Regions from separate parts of the Mus musculus genome. Here region 2 is linked to region 1. The links are chromatin contacts, called in public Hi-C maps. All regions are on one chromosome and are shown on one strand. The core of a region is the stretch at or near the end of the contact, and the rest is flanking DNA. Distances in the headings are between cores, read along the strand shown.

Region 1 (3,914 bases), core at 1,150-3,649:
CATGGAGTTGTAGAAGATCATACTCTGAAGCTAAAGTGGAGCTGATTATAACTAGGTTCTTATAAATTAAGATGTCACTTGTATTCTTCAAGGCAAACAATAAGAAAATGGCATTAAAATGCAGTTTTTAAAAAGTAATCAAAATGACATATTAGAAAGTGTCCATTAAAGCCAAATAAGGCAGACAAGGAGGGACTGAAGAAAAATATGACCAAAGAGATAGATAGGTAGATAGATAGATGGATAGATGGATGGATGGATGGATGGATGGATGGATGGATGGATGGATGGATGGATATGATAGATGATAGATAGATAGATAGATAGATAGATAGATAGATAGATAGATAGATAGATGGCTAAAGTCTTTCCTCATTGTGAAGAAACTAAGCCAAGTCTACTCTAGAATATTCAAAATACTCTAAGATTCAATTACAAAACTACAATCCAATTTTATTGCACAAAATACACAAATAGCCATCCCCATGCCACAGGGAGGGAGAGGAAAAGGAAGAGGGAGAGGAGGGGGAGAGGGAGGGGAGGAAAAGGGGGAGGGGAGGGGAAGGGGGAGGGAGAGGATAATAGGTGTCTCTAATAAACACATGGAAAAATGTTCAAAAATGATTATAAACAGAGAGGCACAAATCAAAACCATAACAAGAGACCATTTCACACACAAACTTGATTAGCTAAAGTTAAAAAGAAGAAAAGAAAGAAGGATCTACATGGATTTGGGAAGGTCAGGAATTTTAGGTGGTGCTGGAAGGAATGAAAAATGGGATAGCCAGTATGGACAGCATTTAGACAGCTCTCCAGTTGCAGCTGGGATTACCTAGGTCTGTGTCTGTAATGGTGTGAATGAGATCAGCTCACATAAGTTCAGGCATTTGAATATTTGGTACTGTTCGTGGAGGTCTGGGGTGTTTATGTGACGTTGGTGGAGGAAGCTTGCTGGGGTTAGCCTTCAAGAGTTATAACCTCTAGCAATTTCAGTTTTCTCTCTCTGCTTCACGCTTGTGGTTTGAAGCCGTGAGCCCCCTTGATTCCTTGCTTGCTACCTACTGCCGCCACCTGCCACCTGCTGCCTGCTACCATGCTCTCCCCACCATGACAGACTTTATCTCTCTGGAACAGTAAGCCCAAATAAATCCTTTCCTCTCTAAGTTGCCTTGGTCATGGTGGTTTATCACTGCAACAGAAAACTAATTAACACAGTGTGTTCCAAATAACTGAAAATGTATCCAAACAAAAATACCTCTACATAAGCCCATAGCAGAGTTATTTGAACATGTCAAAAAAAATGGAAAATTTAAGAGCTCATGAAATGATACACAGATAAATATATATTCTTTACTCTTGGGATAAATACTGACATGTGTTACAGGGTAGAGTCTTAGGACACGTGCTGAGGGAAGAAACCAGTGCAAAAGGTTACCTGGAAATGTCCACAAAAAGCAAAGCCATTCAAACAGGAAGTCACTTAGAAGTTGCTAGATGCTGAGCGCAAAGGAGACTGGGTGCTTGATGTGAATAGGTTTTCATTTGAGGATAATAGAAAATTCTGGAATCAGAGCTGAGGATAGAACAACCTGTGCATATTGAAAAATCCTCATATATATATAATATATATTTATCTATTATATATAAATATATATTATACTATCTGCATTTTATGTCAGTTATTGTTTAAAAAATATAAAGTGACATATTAGAAAGTGGTGAACATTATTTGTTGATACAATCTTTCATAAACCAGAAAGCAGCACAGCTAACATTAACTTATGAGCGCCCTCCAACTACCCTTTCACACACATCTCAATGGTCAAAGACACACACCTCTACTCTGCAGCCATCTCCCACTGGCTGGATACTTAGTGCTAAGCCTCTGGGAAAGGGGGCTTCCAGGCACTACAGTAGGACAGGGGGAAGTGGAGGCAGGCCATGCCTCAAATTAGAGGGCCTGGTGCACAGGAGATGGCAGAGTTTTCTGAGGCACATCTGTCTAGTAAAAAGCCTATGATTGGCTTAGGTTAGTGCCAGAAAAGGAGGGCCTGTTTTATAGCAGCGTCCCCTACTTCAGAGTAACCTCAGGGAAAGCGCCTTCATCAGTGCATTTTTCCTCTCCAGTAGAATAGACATGGGGCCCCTGGGATCACGAGTGTCCACGATTGAGTGGCCTTCAAGTAGTCTGTGCCTTCTGAGGCCAAGCCAGAAACAGCCCTGAGTTTCAGAAGGCATCTCTGCTTCTTCTGGTCCCACATACCAGCTTTCTTGTGGGCACAGAAAGGGATAACTCCAAGTCCCTGGGACATGCCCTTAGTCTAGAGTGGACAGGGTCTAACAGGTCTCTGATTGGAGGAGCTGCTTTGATGGGCGTGGCCAGTGATTGGCTAACGGCCAGATGAGAGCAGTTGGCAGTTATTTTGCAGGAGGCTTCTCAGGGATGAAGGCAAGCTGGCCCCTAGCTGATCAGCTGGTTGGTGAGGACTCTTCACGAAGTAAGGGACCATTGTGAAGATGGAAGAATGCCCACAAAATCCAGCTTGAAACCTGCTGGCTCTGAGGGTCCTGCTGGCTCAGCAGTGCTGGTAACCAAGAAGTATCGCAGGCCCAGGGTCAGTGGGGTCTTACCCTACACGGTGGGGCAGCTGCCAAGCATATGATCTCCACTATGCTTTTCCTTAGTGTTTCTTCTGTCCTAACCAGAAAGTTACCCTTCTATTTGCGGAGAGCTATTGCCTATCGGCCTGGACCAGCAGGTGCGTGGCAAAGCTACCCTCTCCAAACCTGCAACCTCTCCAATGTGGGCCAGTGGCCGTCCCTCTTCCCACTCAGCTCCCTTGACTCTGGTCTCTTTCTCCCGGGATGGTGGGTAGATGAGGCCATCAGAAGAGCTGTTGAGTCAGCCAAGGGCTTCCCTGGAAGCTTAAGGTCAGGAAAGCCTCGCCATCTGCCTGAGGAGTGTGAGGGCAAAAGTTGTGGTGTGTTTGTGGTGACTTCCAGTCACTCGGTATTCCCTTGTTGCTTTCCCATGGGTCATCTCATGGGGTTGTTTTGTTTTGCTTTGTTTCTGTTCTCACAGATAACTCAGCACTCATGATCAGCTGTCAAGCTATAACGGAGTGTTGAGGCAGTCCCTGAAACCACAGCGCCATTTTGTAGGAACTAAGAAGCCAACCTCAAGGAATCACTCGCCCCAAGAAGACTTTGTTCTGATCTGATGTGTTTCTAGCCTGGTGGAGCCTCAGCTATCCAAAGGAAGAGCTGTTAAGATGATTGGAATTTTGGTTTTTCCGATTCACTCTTTTTTCTCTCCAGCCATCTGCCTTAGACAGCAGGAGAAAAGGAAACTTAGCCTCAGAGGTGGGGTCCTTCGGAAGGACTGACAGTGGGCTAGCTCTCCTGCTGCTGGGAGCCTGAGTGCCTTTGGCTCCTTGTCCAGACCTCAGCTTTACCACGGAGGTTACCTGCTTACCATCAACATCGAAACTTGCCTCTTCCCCTGGGTGTATTCTCCCTCTTTTGTGTACAGTTTGATTCCTCCAAACTGCTCTCCCTGTGAAGAAAGCCGATGGAATTCAGGGAGCCTGGCCAGCCACCCAGGCCTTTATAAAGGTCCTCGTACCACAGGATGTATGGGAGACCCAATAAAGACTTTTGCAAAATGCTTTACTGCTTTGAGCTGCTTAGGGTATCTACTGAGAAGGATTTTATTTCTATTCCTACACAAACTGGGCCGAGAGGATGTCCTTGGCCCTTCCAAGTCCCTTTGAATGAGACTTGTGTTCGGTAGAGATGTGAGCCTGGCTGGCATACTGGACATCTGGCCTGGTTTTCTCTGCACATTTAATTTGTGGTGGGGGAAGACCCAAGGAAAGGTTTTTGTTTTTTTTTTTCACCAGAATAGTCAGATG
Region 2 (3,818 bases), core at 659-3,158, 71 kb before region 1:
GCATGTGAGCTTATCAGAGAGATATACACAGAGAGAAACAGAGAGAGAGACAGAGACAGAGACAGACAGAGACAGAGAGAGAAGCCATCAGAGCCAAGTTCTCTTTGGGGCAGACTTCAAAAGCAGAACATTGTATTAATTATTGATTTCTTTGGTACTTTGGCAGGAGTGGTACCATTCTATTTGAATCCAGAAAGCAACAATCTCATTCCCACTGTCAGAACTCCCAAGTTTGGATCAGTAAGGTGGCTCAGTGGTTAATGCTGCCAAGGCAGGCAGCCTGAATTCAATACCTGGGGCCTACATGATGAAAGGAGAAAACAGACTCCTTCAAATTGTCCCCTGACCTCCACATATTCACGATAGTATTCAAAGACACACACACACACTTTCCTTTGCTCCTAAACAGCTAAGCACATAGCTAGTAAACTGAGACCTGGGCTCTGGACTACTCCAGGAAGGGCATCTTGCCCAGCCTTCTAAGTCAGTGTCCTGTATGCTGGCTTGCTGGTCTGTTATTTAAAATACCACCGAACATGGTCCTCATGTTCAGCCAGGGTTGGGCCCTGGCCCATGGGTGCTTTAAGGATCAGATCAACACTTGTGATCCTTCCTCTGCAAGCAGACTCAGTCCTGAAGCCCCAGTGTCTGGCTGGGCCTTGCCTCTGCAGGGGACGTGGCTGGTGTGGAATTTAATCACCTCCTTAGAAGTAGAGCCCAGCTCCCCAGGGGCCGCTTGTTCACCCAGTGTGAGACCAGCAGGTTTATTTATGGTTTCTGACTTTATTTATTCTCCCTCACTGGAGCTCTTCTTCTGCATACAGAGAATGCCTTGTCTGCTTATGTGGCTGAGGGCACCCGGCTCAGGAGCCAGTAGCCTGGCTTGGACGGATGGCAGAGGGCTCCTGTCACGCTAGCTGAGAAGTGTTTCCTTCTTGGGTGATTTGTGGAGTACTGCAGAGGCTCTCTGCACCAAAGCCTCTCCCATGAGTTTCCCTGTCTTATGGCTGGGAGTGGGTGATGTGCAAGGGCTCGGGCTGTAGGAGGCTCCGATGGACCCTCTTTTGAGGTCTCAGCTCTATCTGTTGGTCACCTGCCTCAGAACAAACCTGAGGACAGCTGGGAAAGCTTATCCTGATGGGCCATGGGGAGGGCACAAGGGACAGCTGGGATGAAACTGTCATTTCTACTTGGTTCTAAATGAAACCATGTATTTTTTTTTTATTAAAAAAAAAAAAAGATGGTCTCTGTATAGCCCAAGCTGGCCGCAAATTAATTACCTAGGCTAGGAGACTGAAGTTGACCTTGAACTTGTGACCCTCTGTCTCTACCTCCAGAGTGTTGGGATTGATTATAGGCATGCACCACCATATCTGGTTTATGCAGAGCGGGGAATGGAAGAGATCATGGAAACATGCATGCAAGGCACACACACACTATTAACTGACCCCGTCCCCAGATGTTGTTTAAGCACAACACAGCCAACCTGCAGCACTCGCATACAGTTGCTATGGGCTACAAATATTTCTCCCAGGAGCCATCAGACCCTTGCTCTCCCACAGGTCCCTTGGCAGCCTTCACCTGGTGTCCACTTTTCGGCGTGGGACTGTGACCTTTATGGACACCCAGGGATGCCTTAATGGTGGCAGTCCAGCTGGTCGGGGGCGGGGGTGGGGGGGGCTGGAGAAAGGGAAGCACGAAGCTGTTGTCCCAGTGGATGAGACCAGTTCGGAGCATCTCAGTTGAGTTATCCCGGGGCATCCTAAGGAAAAACCATTTGTTCAGAACATAAGGCAAAACTTCTAGACGTTAAACCCAGGCCTCTCACATCCAGGAGGAGGAGAGGAGAAGACCCACGGGTACTCAGAATAATAAGAGAAGGACCAGGCTGTTCTATGCTGGGATGGGACCCAGAAAGGAGAAAAACCAGGCATGCAAGGCGGGGTTCCAGCATCCCACAAGCACTTGGCCTTCTCCAGGAAGCTAATTTTAGCTGTCACATTTAAGAAGGATTTGGAGGTTCTGGAGGGGAGCCAGAGCCAATAAGAAAAATGATGAAAGGTTTTTTGAAAAAAAAAAATTTAGAAGGTATAGGAAAAGCCCAAGGGATGTGGGAGTTGAGTGGGTGGAAGGAGACAAGAGGATACTCACAGTTCTCTAGTGTGATACAGAGATAGAGCCAGAGGACATGGGTTTGCACTGCAGCAAGAAAACATTAAGTTATACTGTAGGGAGTAAACTGTGGTTGAACAAGGCTTCCCTGGAGGTCTGGACCTTCTGTAGTCTCATCAAGGACCAGGCTCTAGACAACTAAAGAACGTGTAGTCGTGGAAGTGGTGCAAAGGGGAGTCGAACAGCATCATGGGCCAGAGGAGGCAGGAGAGAGTTGCCAGATCTGCTGTGGGGCATTGTATAGCCCAATGCCCCACAGTCTGCCTGTGTGTGTGTGTGTGTGTGTGTGTGTGTGTGAGAGAGAGAGAGAGAGAGAGAGAGAGAGAGAGAGAGAGAGAGAGAGAGAGAGATGAGAGGAGGGGGTTAGGGATACAGGATCCACTAAGAGCTGCCCAATATGGGTGCTGGGAACTGAACTTAGTTTTTTTTACATAACAGTACATGCTCTGACCTCTCCAGCCCCTCCACAGGATTTTAAATAAAGGTAAGACTGGATGACGTTTGTGGTCTGAGGGCTAATCAAACACTCACGTGCAAAGAGCCAGGCTTTAGAATCCGGTGTCTATGTCTTGGTCCCCCAGGAAGCATCTCATGTGAGAGAAAGTTCTAGCACAGAGGAAGGACTGGAAATGTCATGGAGGGTTAGGGAGCTAACCCATCCAATGCCAGCCTTCTCGAGAGTTCCATGGCTCATTCCCCATACCTGACCACCAGAGGGAAAGGGAAAGTCTAGAGTTCAGGGGCCAATGCCATGGTGGGGTCTTGGCCAATAGGTGCAAGGAAAAATGAGAGACACATGCTTCCTGTCTACTGAGTTGGGAGGGAAATGGAGGCACACGGGGACTTCCTGCCATTCTGAGGAGAGAGACGTGAGGAGGCAGCATCGAGGTACAGGGATGTTAAAGTGAGGTTTTGTGGGAACGCTTTCTGAGTTTCAGGTCCTCATGCACCTGCCTGGACTGAACGTCAATCTCTGGATCTTTGCCTCTTACACAGTGTAAACAATCAGACTCCTCTGTAGGACTCCACTAATAACCCTGCGTTCTGGGAATTCTGCCTCCCTCCTCCAGCCCAAGAAGGCTCCCACTACAGGGCACAGCCCAAGGAGCTGGGCCTACCCTCGGAGGACATGGCTTCAGCTCCCTTGCATCCACAGAGAAGCTCGTTTACAGCTGATATGTTGTCCCATTTCCCTTCCTCTTCCCCTTCCCCCAACCCAGACACTGGAAGGTTTGTTCCTGGGATGCCCCTGGACTTCCCTGCTGATGTCACCCTGCACCTGGTCACTAGAGGGCGCTAAGACCTCACTGCCACCCTTCTTTAATATAGGTGGACAGACTCCAAGTGGGGAAATCCCTGCAGGGTTCACGGGGTGACTAGCCAAAAGGTAGATGAGAATATATGCCCAGGAGGCTGTGCTTGTCACTACATTGGCAAACTACTTGCCTAGCATGCACAGGGCCTGAGTCCTGTCCCTGCACTGCCTAAGCCTGAAGGGGCAGACCACAGCTGCAATCCCAGCACTCCAGAGGAAGATGTAGGAAGCTTAGAAGTTCAAAGTCATTTTCAGCGACATGAGAAATTTGGAAATCATCCTGAGTTACACATGCCCCTGTCTCAAACAAACACAGAACTATAAACTGTCA

The links. A called contact is a pair of places that touch in the nucleus more often than the background predicts.
Region 2: a contact with region 1 is called in a Hi-C map of cerebral cortex, with 2.5 times the contacts expected there. The contact joins the enhancer-like site here to the promoter of 1700008K24Rik in region 1. A contact is called at or near these places in 3 of 39 promoter capture datasets (liver and stem cell-derived epiblast-like cells), 1 of 15 datasets of contacts at CTCF or cohesin (large pre-B cells), 15 of 484 Hi-C or Micro-C datasets (8-cell embryo, cerebral cortex, cortical neurons and 5 more) and 1 of 115 datasets of contacts at active chromatin or transcription factors (large pre-B cells).

Annotation. Positions count from the first base shown.
Region 1 is chr17:49,112,018-49,115,931 of GRCm38.p6, reverse strand. It overlaps 1700008K24Rik (RIKEN cDNA 1700008K24 gene), which reads left to right and starts at 2,399. Exons shown (of 2, transcript NR_038145.1): 1 at 2,399-2,498; 2 at 3,083-3,668.
Region 2 is chr17:49,182,306-49,186,123 of GRCm38.p6, reverse strand. No RefSeq gene overlaps it. Among named protein-coding and RNA genes, the nearest start is that of Gm30475, 12 kb to the right of the region's middle. Within about 2 kb of position 1,908, at least 4 of the 459 cell types and tissues checked have an H3K27ac peak or open chromatin away from gene starts, as enhancers often do. A contact at or near this core is called in cerebral cortex and cortical neurons, where this site is marked.